Regions from separate parts of the Drosophila melanogaster genome. Here region 2 is linked to region 1. Evidence: chromatin contacts called from public Hi-C data. All regions are on one chromosome and are shown on one strand. The core of a region is the stretch at or near the end of the contact, and the rest is flanking DNA. Distances in the headings are between cores, read along the strand shown. Region 1 holds the start of CG43448. Region 2 holds the start of heca (headcase).

What was found. Hi-C and Micro-C count contacts between places; a contact is called where the count stands out from the background.
Region 2: a Hi-C map of the Kc167 cell line shows a contact between it and region 1, with 3 times the contacts expected there. A contact is called at or near these places in 24 of 107 Hi-C or Micro-C datasets (the Clone 8 cell line, the Kc167 cell line, the ML-DmBG3-c2 cell line and 10 more).

The regions. Positions count from the first base shown.
Region 1 is chr3R:30,235,950-30,239,327 of dm6, forward strand. It overlaps CG43448, which reads right to left and starts at 1,785. Exons shown (of 3, transcript NM_001260434.1): 1 at 1,694-1,785; 2 at 1,579-1,638; 3 at 1,145-1,521. The coding sequence starts at 1,771. The coding sequence ends at 1,375.
Region 2 is chr3R:30,276,501-30,279,898 of dm6, forward strand. heca (headcase) reads left to right here and starts at 1,432. Exons shown (of 6, transcript NM_001276174.1): 1 at 1,432-3,398. The coding sequence starts at 2,444.

The DNA of each region.
Region 1 (3,378 bases), core at 535-3,034:
GGGCCGGGTTTGGATTGGTATATGGTCCGCATGTGGTCCAATTTGGAACGTTTTGTATCTGAAGTCCCGCCTGCGGCACTCTAACCTTTCTCCATCCTCGTTAACTGGTCTTTTTTGGCTTTTGTCCGACCCGGCTATCAAATTGTATTTGACTTTCCAAATCTGTCGAATGGCAGGGAAGTGGAAGGGCGAGTGCCTCTAAGTGTCTGACTGACAGGCTCAAGAGGTCCTTTTTCCCAATTTCCCGCATTATCTCGAGTGTTGCGTGCTAATGTGCAAAAACTGTCCATGTTGAGCAACTTCAAGTTTCGCAACCTCTGCGATAGAAACGGAATTTGCAGGAAAAAGCCACTTGAAACCTTGGGAAACATGCAAGTGTTTTCCCATGCCCACATGTGTGGCATAGCAGCGCACCTTATTTATTTATTTCCCGTGGCCAAATGACACGAATTTGTCATCTTGGTACAGTCCCGAACATGCTCTTAAGGCCACCACCCCTTCCATGCGACTGACACTCACATATGTCGCTGTTTGTTCAGTACCACCCACCGAAAAATGTCCTCAGGGCGGTGGTTTGTTTGCTCGGCGGCTGAAAAGTTCAATTAGAAAAAAATGTTACAAAATGCTTATAATTAAGTTTCACTTTTTCGTATGCAAATGTGCCGCCCTTTGTGTAATTGGAATTAAATATTCCCTTATTGCCCGCGATTGCCCCGAAGCTTTGACCTGCGACCTGACCTAGTGTGCCATATAATGGAACCACCTCCTCTAAATTGGAATTCAAATTGAACAAGTTTCCCGCGAAGAAATCATAATTGCAGGCAATCATATTTAAAAAAAAAAACGAATTTAAACGGAAGGATGTCTGCTTGATTTTGCAAATAAATTTCGGCTTGTGCGTTCATTTGCCAACAGCTTGCTGCTAATTTTTAATAAACATTGAACGCGGGTTCAAGTGCTTGATTTTCGCGAGGGTTGCCACAGGCGTATGCAAATTTGCACATAACAATTTTCTCATAATGCGAAAGTCATCCTTCGTTCGACTCACGTGCGCGATTATTGCTGTATAAGGAAAAATTCAGTGATGATGATTATTATCGCGAGACAGTTTTCCCATTAAGCAGCGATTATGGCGATGGCATGTGAAGGATCCTGGGAGTCAGGACTGGGATTTTATTTACTCTTCATTTGGTGGCCACGTGCGTGGGATGACTGCACTGTTGTTCACAGTTGGGTACAGTCGCGTCCCAGGCAATTCGCAATTGCATATTTCTGGGGATATGGGTCTACATTTTGTGTAGAAGTTTAACTAAAAACTACTTGTAGCTACTAGTACAGTTTGGATCATGAAAGTATCTTTATTTAAGCTACTTCCTATAGAGAATGTTTATGTTTGGGCTTATTTTTGTTCGTTCTTCGACGTCTAGTTTGAACTCTTCTCCGATGGTAAATCCGATTTCTTCCCAAGTGATCAGTTTGTACGCGTCCACCCAAACTTGATCTATTGAGACGGGTTATGTTCTATAGTTATAGGAACGATACTGTTATTAATGCTTATATTAATCACTCAAATTCTACCTGCAGAGAAATTTTCGAAAGCGTTGTGCTAAGTATATTTGTGCTCGGATTGTCGCTTTCCTAAAAACAGACTCAATGAGATACTTAATTATTGTTTATGGAAAATCAGACTAACCTCTTTGATCTCAGCACTCCGTCCATCAATGCACAGATAATATAGTAATAATATGCCCAGCAGCAGATAGCTTTTCATTGCGACTGATTTACTTGAAATGCACTTTAAGAATGAATAGTATTATTATGGCGACTTGAGCACATAAATTAATCGCGAGTTCAGTTGAGAGAGCAGCACTACGACTACGTATTCAAATCCATTCATCTCATAAGCAGCGAATGCTGTGCTCTGCTCTGCGGACAATCCATTAACTAATGAAAGCGATCCGGATACTTTGCCATTTTTATTTCATTCCATTCATTTATTTGCACTCGCATTTCCCTCTTTTTCGCATTTTAATTTCATTGAGTTTATACAACAATTTGGCCCAAATGCCTGGCACTTACCCTTGCAAATTCCACAATTTTTTTTGGCTTTGAGGGGTGTAGAGCACCCTTGTCCTCATGCAAAAATTGAATAAAGGATCCAGGATATGTGTCCTGAGACGCACTTGGCATTGACATTTAATGGCATGTCAACGTCTGTGTGGCACGTTGGCATTTATTGATACGAAGCTCAGTTAACAAGTCGATAAAGTTTTATAGTCGAGGGTCTCAGCTGCCGTTAAATGGAAATGGAAATGCAATTGCCAGTTTTATGTGGGGGGGAAAGAAAACAAAGCATCGGAAAATGGTTCTACCTGGGAAAACCCCTTCGTCGCCATATGGCTAATTTTATAGCTGGCCTTCTAATTTCCCACTCTGCCAAAAAAAAAGAAAAACAAACTTTTCACAAAGCGCAGCCCAATGCAATTATCAAACTTCTGAGGGGTTGCCTCGTTGGTAAATTGATTAGAAGACTTTTCCGCTCTCCACACGCCTTTGTACTCTTTCGCAGGACTTGCCAGGACCCCTGCTAAAGTAGCTCAAATTGACTTTATAATTGCCCGGTGGGCGTGGTCGTAACCGAATTACTCCGCCCAGTTGGCCATTCAATGTTCCTGCGGTCGCCAGTTGGCCGATGTTTTGATTGAAGCCTGCTCTTCAGATGTGCAGCATACAAATAAGTTTTAAAAATTCAATATTTCAATACGTATTTACAAGAACTTTATACTTTGCATCTCTGAAAGAAACTGAATGCAAGTGCAGATAATATCTGAAAATATGAATGAAGTAAAGTACAAAGAAAGGGTTATACCAAAGACCCTAGAATAACAAGATGCGTAACGCCATACGATTTTTTGGCACACGATTTTTTGGCCGTGGCTCTAGAGGTGGCTCCAGGCTCTCTCGAATTTTTGTTAGAGAGCGAGAGAGCGAAGAGCGCTACAGCGAACAGCTCTTTTCAACGCACAAAGTGATAGCAGACATCAGTATGTGTGCACACGTATTCACATGCATTGTAAATTTGACAAAATATGCCCTTCACTTTAGAAGTTCTTTGGCTTTAAATCTATATTATTTTTGATCAATTGGCACCATGCGAAAAATTCTTGTTTTGCATTGCCTTAACGTTATTATTATTTGAAATTAGATTAGAAATAACCAAATCTATGTACATATTATCACAAAAATAAATTTCAAAAATGACTTTATATAAGAATATTTGTCATTAGAGTATTCATGTTGCGGCGTGTGAAAAATTAATAAGGCAATTGTTGAGTGCTTGTGTCCGCACTTCGTGCCTCAAGATATGAACAAAGCAAA
Region 2 (3,398 bases), core at 182-2,681, 40 kb after region 1:
TGTGTATGTACATATATACACAAAGGCGAGGATACAATAAAAAGGCTCTACGTTTGAAAGCTTATTTGGGTTTTGGTGGCAACTTTAATACCCTACAGTCAAAACACAAATAAGTAGTCATAATACAAAAGTTACCTGCGATATTCGTAATCTTAGGACTAATATCAACAATTTAACTATTACAATTATTCATACATATGTACATACTTGTTTCAATTGAAAGCAGTAATAGGTCTGCGTATTCAAGTTTTAATTGGTTGTTTTAATTCAAGGTAGGGTATCTTCAACTCTTTTTCGTTCAATGTTTTAATTCTCTTCCTTTTTGTCTCTGCCACTTTTATTGCCAGCACTCGCATGCATTCATTGTATTTGTATTTTTGTGCAAATGTGCTTGCGAATATATAGGGGATTATATAGATACGTTTGTATGTAAATATATAACAGCAATCGAAGCGTGCGACAGAGAACGGCAGTTCCGACAGAGGGAGATGGAGACATCGAACGGCATTTCCACTTCCACTGGAATTAAAAGATTAGCCACGGAAAGCAAAAGTGCGCTGCAAGTTCGAGTTCCAGCGACTCGGCAACCCTGTTTTCATGTTGTTTACTTTGCCGGTTTCTGGCACAAACACATATGCACGCTCCATGCATGTGGAACAGAGCCAACGCGCTCGACGTTCGCATGGCAACTGCAGTCGAACATGTTGGAGGGGAAACGACCGGCTTCGAACTTGATTCGAACCAGCTTCGAGCCGCAACGAAAGTGAATTTTGGCGAATCATCGAGAGCTCCTAATTGTAAATGAAATGGATGTAAAATCTAAAAATTCTAATAAATAATTAAATTTAGATTATTTAATAATAATCGAATTCATTTAATTTTGGAACCAAAACATAGGGAGAAATATATATTCCTTTTTGGCTATAAAGTTAGAAACATGTTATTATTATTCTTATTAGTTTAAAGAAAATACGGCTTGATAGAAACATTTTCTATGGAAATGAAGCTTATTAACAAAAGTCTAAACTCCTACATATATTTTTAAGACATTTAATCTAATCAAGTATGTAACTGCTATCAAAAGTTCCGTTGTAAAGTGGGAAAATGTACCAAATTCTGGCCTACAGTGGAAAATTCTAGTGAATTAGACACTTTTTTTGTAGCCCCTTCCGCAATTTTCCCCCACCATTTCTCATTTTAGCGCCAAAAATCTGTTCAGTTTTCCACCGAATGAAAAGCGAGCGGTTGGCGGCGGTGGTGGAAAGTGAAAACCAGCCAACCACCACCCACCAACCCCGAAAAACGGAATGAAGAAGTGCGGAAAATCGGAGTGGAGGAAAACTCCAACTTCGCTGCCAATGCCAAGCAGCGACGCCGGCAGCGATGTTCGACGCGCGATGTTCGAACGCGGCGAGCAAGCACAGACCAAAAACAGTTTGAATTTCGCTTTCGATCTGGTTGGTTGTGTTTTTTGGCTTCTCTCTGCGTGCGCCGCTCGTGGTGGGAAAAAACGGAAAACAGGAGAACTAGCAAAACCGAATAAATCGAAGAGGAACACTCCAGTTTACAATTGTCCTGCGACTAAAAACCAATCGGAAATTTACACTATCCTCTAATCCTTTTTGTTTGCCGGCAAAAAAATAAGAGGCGCAAAGAAATAAACGCAGAAAGCGAAGCAAAATGTGAAAAATTGCCGAACATGGCGCCGCGTGTGTGAATGAGAGCGAACGATCGTGTGAGAGGGAGATAGGGACGAAGCGAAGATAAACAATAAAAAAAAAACAATTTTTGATACTTAAAGTTCTACAACAACAATAAACTCAGCTCAGGTACAACAACAAAACAGAAAATTACGCAAAACACAACAGACTGCATTGACGGGAATTTTTCGAAGTATTTTTGATACACACAGCAAGGAGGTGTACAATTTTTAAAGCAATAAGTGAAAGCAATTACCCATCAAGTTAAAAATAATACCAATCTCGGTAGAAACCCACTCGGAAAATCCAACTGAAAACAATTGAAAAAGGCAACCGAAAAGTTAAAACCTAAACAGACTAAATCGCTAAAATAACAAGCATTTACTATACACAAAAAAATTAAATTCCGTATAAAATCAGACTTTTGTCTGCAAAATTTCTAAAAATTTACAAAAACCCACTAAAATTCACGAAAACTCACTGGATCTGCCAAAACCATCAGTTGAAATATATTCTGGAATCGGTTCAAAAATAAATAAATATATGCCAGCAGCATTTATATAGACCGCAAATCGCACCATAAAATCGCGAAAAAATCAACAAGCAATATTTTGAAATTCATAATCGTTGGCAAAATGCTGATTCGAAATAGAGATTGAGGATTCTCGAGGACAGCCAACCCAGCCAACCAACCAAGTTTTTCGCCGCAACGAGTGCATATTAAGAGGAAAAAACACAAATTTATGGCTCCGCGTCGCAACAGCAACATCAGCAGCAGCGGCAACAGCACCCAGCAGCAGCACCAGCAACAGTTGCAGCAGCAGCACCAGACGCAGCAGCATCAACTGCTGCAGTTCTACGCGGAGAACGTGAATTCTTCAGGCGTCCTAATGGCGCCCATGCAGGGAACCGGTGGCGTTGGCGGCGTTGGCGGCGGGGGCATGGTCCACTGCTGCCTGCCCAGCGGAGACTGTCGCAAACTGGACACCCTGATACACCTGAACGAGCTCTCCCTGGCGGACTGCATCCGTGTGCTGTGCAACAACGAGAACTGCAGCGCAGGCCAGTACATGCATCGCGAGTGCTTCGAGTGGTGGGAGGCGAGCGTGCTGCAGGCACTGAAGGCCAACGGTCGTGCTCGATCCTGGTCGGAGCGGCAGCGTCTGCAGCACCTGTGGACCAAGAAGGGCTACGAGCTGGTCCAGAAGGCCTGCAGCTGCAAGTGCGGCAGGGGACAATTGCGCAAGGACCTCGACTGGGTGCCGCCGAGCAGCCAGGGCGTCATATACCTCAACGGGTCTGGCAACCGGCCCACTCTGGCCAATGGCAGCCTCAGCGAGGACGACGACAAGAAGAAGGCCAAGAAGAAGAGGAACCGCAACAACAACAACAACAACGGCGGCGGCGGTGGTGGTGGTGCTGGTGTCAATGGCAACACCAAAACCCCCTTGAGCAACAACAACGGCAACAGCTACGCCGGACTCACGCCCAATCCCAATGTGGGCGTCATAGGGTCGGGTTTGCCCCACAACAACGGCAACACCGCCAGCAATGGCAGCAGTGGCAACAACGGCTCCTCCGGCGTTCTGCAGACCAGTGCGCTGGCCACTTTCAGCAACATCCTCAATACGAACAATGTCCTCGGCCTGGACCTGCGCGCCAGGGCTGGCAGCCTATCCTCCAGTGGAGCTGGCAGTG